Regions from separate parts of the Mus musculus genome. Here region 2 is linked to region 1. The links are chromatin contacts, called in public HiChIP or PLAC-seq maps. All regions are on one chromosome and are shown on one strand. The core of a region is the stretch at or near the end of the contact, and the rest is flanking DNA. Distances in the headings are between cores, read along the strand shown. Region 1 overlaps Gm11732 (predicted gene 11732). Region 2 holds the start of 2900041M22Rik (RIKEN cDNA 2900041M22 gene).

Region 1 (3,569 bases), core at 692-3,191:
GCTGAGCAAGCCAGGGGAAGCAAGCCAGTAAGCAGCATCCCTCCATGACCTCTGCATCAGCTCCTGCTTCCTGACCTGCTTGAGTTCCAGCCCTGACTTCCTTTGGTGATGAACAGCAATGTGGAAGTGTAAGCTGAATAAACCCTTTCCTCCCCAACTTGCTTCTTGGTCATGATGTTTTGTGCGGGAATAGAAACCCTGACTAAGACGGGAGGAGTCCATTGAGCCAGGGGCCGAGCAAGCATGAGCGACATCGTCACATCCAGCTACAGAAATGGTGCAAGATGAGGTTTGGGAAGCTCTGCCCGCAGAGAGGGGCAGGGTAGCAATAGAGAAGGTGTCTGGGGGAGCTTCCTCCTTGAATACAAAGGATGCTTGGCTGACACATGGGCAGCCCCAAGGGAGGCTGTAGAAATGCCCAGTTGTCATGGGAATGTGGCTGCACTGGCTTCTGGAGTCAAGGTGTTTTTAACGAGGGTGCCGGTTCTGAGCCAGGCACCTTGAACTGTCTCTTCGCTATAGCCGCTCTCGATCTGATAGGGCCCTTCTCTCCTTTGAGGATTGTAATAACCTCACTTCTGTTTCTGGGCTGGGCTGTCTCATTTTGCAGTAGGAACTGATAAAATACAGTCTCTTCTGGCAAAATCTCCTTTAACCTCTGGGAAGGAAATGCATATGAAAAGGTTATGAATGAAGTATGGGGGCTCTGGGGTGTGACTTAGAGGTAGAGTGCTTGGTGTATACAAGGCCCTGGGCATCCCTCCCCACAAACACAGGTAGGCTACAGGTGGAATGTGATGAGCCAGACCAAGTAGGGGCTTTCTGCAAGTCTCAACCATCTACAGTCTTCCTTGGGACATCAGCGAAAACTGGGACCAAGGAGCTGGGGAGATAGCTCAGTCCGGCAAGCAAGGGGACCTAAAACTGAACCCCCAAATCCAGGTGCTGTGACTCATGCTTGTAGTTCTAGTACTGGCAAGGCAGACACAGGCAGGCAACTTGCAGGAGGCCAACCTAGCCCAGCTAGTGAGTCAGTCTCGGGACCAGTGAGAGACCTGGTCTCAAAACAGAAGGCGGGGCTGGAGAGATGGCTCAATAGTCAAGAGCACCTGCTTCGCAGTCCCCATACCAGGCACCTCCAAACTGGCGGTAGGTCCAGCTCCAGGGAGTCATATGCTTTCTGTTGGCCTTTTCAGGCACTGCACCTATGTGCTCAAGGCTGTTCACAGCCGCACACACATAGTTTATAAAGTAAATAAAAGACAAGGTGTATAGCGCCTGAGGCACAACATCAAGGTTGACCTTTGACATCCGCATGCACGTGAACGTGCAAGTTTCTCTCTTGTGCTTTCTCTTGCTCTCTCTCTCTCTCAGGAATTGAGTCCAAGAGAGAAAAAGGAAAAAGACAGGAGCAGGGAGATCCACTGGATTCACTGGAAACGGCAGTGACACCGGCTCAACCATACAGAGTTCCAGCCACATCTGACACGAGACGACAGGTCTAGCCTATGCTCAAATAAGGTAGGAAAGCCCACAGCTTAGCTGCAGGAGAGGAGGACTGTCCCAGCCTGCTCATCTGAGTCGGGCAGGGTAGAGGAGCGCGCCTCAGGAAATGTCAGGCTGAGCCCTTGCCTCCTGTGTATGGGCAGCCCCATCTCTACCTCCCAGCACCCCCTTCCTCTCCTGTAGGACGGAAGTGGATTCCAGAGCCTGTCCCCAGGAACCCCTTCTGCTTGTGGGTGGGTTGGGTCTTTGAGTCGGACGTTCCCATTGTTGATGGTTGCTCCTGATTTGAGGTTTGCATTCTGCCTAGGGGATGGCGCCAGGTTTACACTGCGGCAGCCTGGCAGGGCTGCCCCTCCTCCGTAACCATTGCCAGCTACTCACCCTCACAGTGCCTTGTGACAGCCCTGGCTGCCCGGAGCTGCTCAGCCGAGCAGGTTGCCATGGAGACGAGCCCGTGTAGGCTTCCCCATCAGTTTGCCAGCAACTTTTCAAGAAGGCTTGGGAGCCCCGGGGTTCCTGTGCAGGCGCAGGCGGTGAGCAGCATGGAGAGGCACTGGGAATGAGAGAGGGGTCAGAGGTCATCACAAACCTCTGTGTGTTGTATAAGTCTCATTTCGATCCTGCCGTGAGGATTATCTGCTTGGTCGGGTGAGGGACAAGTAGTAGGGGGTGTTCTGGACCCCAGACTGTAGGTGCTAGGGAGACTCCTCATGCTTGGAAGAGTTGGGGGTAGAGGCTGTGCAGTTTTCTTTGCCGCGCTGGAGTTTATCTGCTACTTCGGCTTCATCCAGGGGTGGAATAGGAGAGGCTAGGGGCTCTGGAGGGCTCCTCTTCCCTGAATGGACTAAGGTCCTCACTGGTGGAATCTGTTATCGCAGGTGCAGGAAGCTGGAGAAGGGACTGATGTTTTGATTCCTCTTGCTCTCATGTCCCCTTCCCCTTCTGCCATGAAGAACAGCTCCTTCCAGACGCTGCTGGCTCCCTTGGGCTTCCCAGCCCGCAGAACCATGCAGCCAATAAGCATCGACTGCATATGAGTTGCTCAGCCGGGGGTATTTTGTTATCGAGGCAGAATTAGAATATGGACCAAAACCTTGTGTGTCTCAGGTAAGGTTATGGTGTGGGCACAGCACACAGTTGGGGTCATTATGCTTAAGGGAGCCCACAGTCCAGCGTGGCACGACCAGGAGACTGATGGGGACGGGTGCTGAGGCTGGGCTGCCTACAGACACTTTTGATTTTTAAAGGTGATTTAGTCTTATGATCTCTCTCTCTCTCTCTCCCTCTCTCTCTCTCTCCTCTCTTTCTCTCTGTGTGTGTATAGTTGAGTGTGTATACCCGAGGAGGCCAGAGATGTCAGATCCCCCCTAGAGCAGGAGTAACAGTGCTTGTAAGCTGCCTGACACAGGTTCTGGACCTTCTGATGAGCAGTCCACATTCTATAACAGCAAAGCTGTCTCTCCAGTTCCCCAGACACGTTTTATATTGCTGGTGGCTGAGTTTGTGTACACTTTAAAATTCGACGAGGAAGTGGGGTGGGGCTTGAGCAGGGGGATGCCATCGCATCACGGGTGTGTGGACACAGTAGGGGGCAGGGTAACATGGCCTGACACAAGCCATGTAAGCCACGCATGGAGTCAGAGAGCTAAATGGCACACGGGAGCCAAAGGCGTCCTGGGAACCACACTTCAGTGGGGATAGTTGCTTAGGAGCAAGTGAACAGCGCTCACTGAGGCTGGAAATGGATCTTGTACTGGGCAGCAGACCCAGGGCCTGAGCAAGCCAGACAAGCACTCTACCACTGAGTACACCGTACACCTTGGTTTTCTATGTAGAAGTTGTGTGTAAAGAAAAGAACCTTGTAACTATAGGCACCCAGCTGGTGTGGCTGTGAGCCTGTATCCCCCGTCCCTTTCCTGGGTATTCAGTTAAATCCTCTTCCCCCTGGCTCTCCAGGCAACCTCATGCCTTATGCCCGCCTCTCTGATAGAGTTAGTAGAGGCCTCTACTTTCCCAGCTGCCTAGCCATTCTGCCACAGAGAGTAAGCCGGCTGTGTATCCAA
Region 2 (3,569 bases), core at 731-3,230, 170 kb after region 1:
TCATCATGCTTTATACACCTGCACTGTTGGTCTTTCCTCTCCAGAACAGAAATAGGCCCTGCTCAGCAGCTCCAGACCCACCATGCTCTGAACAGTCGGGATCACCAAGACCACAGGAACTTTCCTAAGATGGCAGTGGGGGAGGACTGGAGGGGTGGGGGGAGGTGGGGAGATGGGGGGGGTGAGGTAGGAGGTGGGGTAAAGTGGGGTGCAAACAGCTCACAGTGGAGACTCTGAGATATATCCCCTCTCCCTTCCCTGCATGCCCAAACCAGATCAGAGCTTGCTGCCATTCGTTTTTAAGGCACACCTCCCTGTTTCTCCTTTGTGGGAATCACCTTCTAAAGAGGGTGACCTTTGGCAGAAGCAAAGCTCTGGCTTCCAAAGGAAGCTGACACCTTGCAGTTGGAAACTTTACACCAGCGATGTCTCCGTCATACTGACCACCGGCCAGCCCCTCTGAACAAAGCAGGCACTAGGGAAATGTTATAGACTGAACTGTGTCTTCTCGAGTCCCAGCCTTCCCTCGCAGTGAGGCTGTGTGTAGAAGCAAACCCTTTAGGAGATAATTAAAGCCAGTACAAGAAGTCTTGAGCACAGGGCTCTGTCTTCGTTACAATTCATGGTCAAACTTGACAGCATCTAGAATCACCTAGGGTGCCAACCTCTGCGCATGTCTGTGAGGGAGGAGTCTTCTAGATTGGCTTAGCTGAGGTAAGAAGACCGTCCCTGGATGTGGGTGGCACCGTTCTATGGGCTGTGGACTTGAGCTGAATAACAAGGAGAACATGAGCTGAGTGCCTAGACTCATCTCTGCTTCCTGCTCACAGATGCTACCTGGCCCCTGCCTCAGACTCCACACCACGCCAGGACTGCACTCTCAAACCATGCACCACAGTAAATCCTTGCTCCATTAGGTTGTCTTGTCATTTCAACAGGAAAAGTAGCCCAAGCTGGTCCTCAGAATGGAGCTCGAGGAGACAACAGACAGCTCCCTCCTCCCTCTTCCCTCCTCCCTCTCAGTGACTGTGGTTTCAGCCCCTAGCCTGTAGTATGTGATCAGGCAACCAATCAGATTAAAACCTACACCTCCTATGCTTTTAGAGCTAATTAACACAGATGTGGAAATGAGAATGACCCACCAGCCACAAAGGAAGACTCCCATGAAGATCGTATAAACTAGAACCCGCTCTGCAGAAGCCTGCAGGATAAGCATTTCCTGCTGCCCTCCTGCCCACAGCTTGCTTCGGGCTTCACTGTGGGTTCACGTGGGCCAGAAGCTGCCAGCACAGCCCCTGTGTGCACAGCCCAAGATGCATGCCTTTGGCCTATGAGGGAGAGAGACAGAGAATGTAAAGATGAATCTTGTTAACTTGACAGAATTGAGAACTGGATACAATCCTCCTGGGCTGGGGTCTTGGACTAAACAAAAAGGAGGAACAGAGCCTGGCACCAGTATCCATCTCTCTCTCTGCTTCCTGACTGAGGATGTCATGTGACCAGCATCCATCTCTCTGCTTCCTGACTGAGGATGTCATGTGACCAGCATCTCTCTCTCTCTCTCTCTTTCTCTCTCTCTCTCTCTCTCTCTCTCCTCTCTCTCTCTGTCTCTGTCTCTCTCTGCTTCCTGACAGAGGATGCCATGTGACCAGCTGTCTCCCACTCTGGCTTTCACACCATCCCCACAATGACCTTGAACTGTGAACCAAACAACCCTTTCCTTCCTTAGACTCCTTTTGTTGCTGGATCTTATCAGGAACAGGAAAATTATTTAATACAGAAAAATTCACTTCTCAGGCTCGGCCAGTCTGGGCTATGCAAGTCTAATAAAGAGGCACAAAGATTCCAAACTCCCCAGGCTCTAGGAGGACGCCCCACCAGGGATCTCCTGGAAGCTCCGCCCACTCTACACGCTGCAGGAACACCTCGGACCTCAGAAAGGACGGGCTTGCAGGAGTCTGCCCCGCCCATCACACACCCATTAGAAGTAGAGCTATGAGGCTAGTTGAGCTGGCCCGCTGATTGGTTATATGGTCTTGTGCTTCCTTTTAACTTCTCTGGGCTTCCACTTCTCCCTCGGCAAAACACACAAGACCACGCCTTGCAGCTGCACCGCGCAGATGCCTTCCGAGCTGTCCTAAAAGCTGGGATCTCTCCGGCAGTGCAGGGTGAGTATTTGGTTAGGAGGCTGCTTTCTTTATCCCTTTTATGAGAAAAAGGACAGACCAGCACCAGTTCCACCTTCCAAGTCGGAAGCTTGGGCATGTGCTAGTCAGACCATTTACCCGTTATCACCCAGCAAAGATGTGATAGCTCTGGAGTCTTCTCCAGGAACCTGCTTCAGATCCCGTATCTCAGACACTGTTTCCTAGTGCCAGCCTTGCTAGTCAGCAGAGAGAGAGAGAGAGAGAGAGAGAGAGAGAGAGAGAGAGAGAGAGAGACCTGACCAGGGTGGCTGCTGTCTTGATATCATAGCTCATCATTTTGTGTTCAACTTCACAGGACTGCAGACTAGCTCCCAGATACTTTGTAACAAATGACACCAAGACAGTGAGCTTAAAACAAAACAGTGAGGTTCAGGGGTCCAAGCCTCTGGCCAGGTCCTCCACTTGTGCTCTCATGAAGCTGCCATCCTAGTCTGAACTGCTAATCGTCTGAAAGAAAGATCCATCTTCAACTCAGCCAGTTGGTGTCTGTCAGTTCCTTGTGGGCTGTCAGGCTCGCACTATGTGGGCTGTTGGACCTGTTTCTTTGCTGACGATCAGATGGAGACCACACTCTACTTCTGGCTAAATAGCCCCCTCTATCAGCAACTCAGAGCTTATCCAGCTGCTTTGCCAAAGCCAGCATGGGGTGGAGGGCGGGGGGTGGGTATCATGGTCATTTGGTCAGGCACAGTCCCACCTTCAGACACAAAGGTGGCAGGAGTCATGGAGAACAATCTGGTGGCCACCATGTGACACGATAGTCACACAAGCATGTCCTCAATTTCCAGATTCAGGAAGAATGTCAAGAACAGGTGAAGGACCCACCCAGGCTCAGTTCAGTGGGAAAACGTTCTCAACAGCTTTGATGTCCCTGAGCTACATGCAGGTGGCGTTGGTACCTGGCTGGCTGCGGCAGATCCAGAGCAGAAACCACATCGGTGGGAGCCAGGAGACTGAAGAGCTTCCCTTCCTACTGCAGTCCTGTTACCTGGGGTTGGCCGGTCTGCATAGTGTGGAGTCAGCACCAGCTGAGGATGTACACATCGGTTGACATTGGCCAGTGCTGCTGCTTCTGCCTCTACCCAAGTGGTCATTGTTGGGAGGGAGGTCGTTGGGCTCCAGAGGGCAGGTCGAATGTTGAAACTACCTGAAGTTCAGACCAGCTCCCAAACTGAGCCTTCGGAAGAAAGGCCTTTTGTTAGGGGAGCCTCTGGAGTGGGAAGAGAGGGCAGTCTCCCTCCCCGAATAGGAAGTCTGCTGGTGGTGATATCTAATGAAGACTTTTATGATAGAAATGTAATTGTTAAAAAAAAATTTTTTTTTTACATCGGTCTCAGAGCTTTCAATCCAAGAGCTCGATCA

What was found. HiChIP or PLAC-seq counts read pairs in DNA pulled down with a chosen protein or histone mark.
Region 2: an H3K4me3 HiChIP or PLAC-seq map of craniofacial prominence shows a contact between it and region 1, with 4 times the contacts expected there. The contact joins the promoter of 2900041M22Rik here to the enhancer-like site in region 1. A contact is called at or near these places in 1 of 39 promoter capture datasets (the SN4741 cell line), 1 of 15 datasets of contacts at CTCF or cohesin (large pre-B cells), 4 of 484 Hi-C or Micro-C datasets (the N1E-115 cell line, embryonic fibroblasts, embryonic stem cells and 1 more), 9 of 115 datasets of contacts at active chromatin or transcription factors (cardiomyocytes, craniofacial prominence, embryonic basal ganglia and 5 more) and 1 of 9 other capture datasets (embryonic stem cells).

Annotation. Positions count from the first base shown.
Region 1 is chr11:117,434,975-117,438,543 of GRCm38.p6, forward strand. It overlaps Gm11732 (predicted gene 11732), which reads left to right. Exons shown (of 5, transcript NR_166733.1): 2 at 1,375-1,521; 3 at 1,814-2,039; 4 at 2,385-2,613; 5 at 2,831-3,569. Among named protein-coding and RNA genes, the nearest start is that of Gm11732, 11 kb to the left of the region's middle. Within about 2 kb of position 1,942, at least 70 of the 459 cell types and tissues checked have an H3K27ac peak or open chromatin away from gene starts, as enhancers often do. A contact at or near this core is called in the N1E-115 cell line, craniofacial prominence and forebrain, where this site is marked.
Region 2 is chr11:117,609,267-117,612,835 of GRCm38.p6, forward strand. 2900041M22Rik (RIKEN cDNA 2900041M22 gene) reads left to right here and starts at 1,981. Exons shown (of 2, transcript NR_015489.2): 1 at 1,981-2,168; 2 at 2,996-3,569. Gm35170 (a long non-coding RNA gene) reads right to left here. Exons shown (of 4, transcript XR_003949818.1): 4 at 2,557-3,384.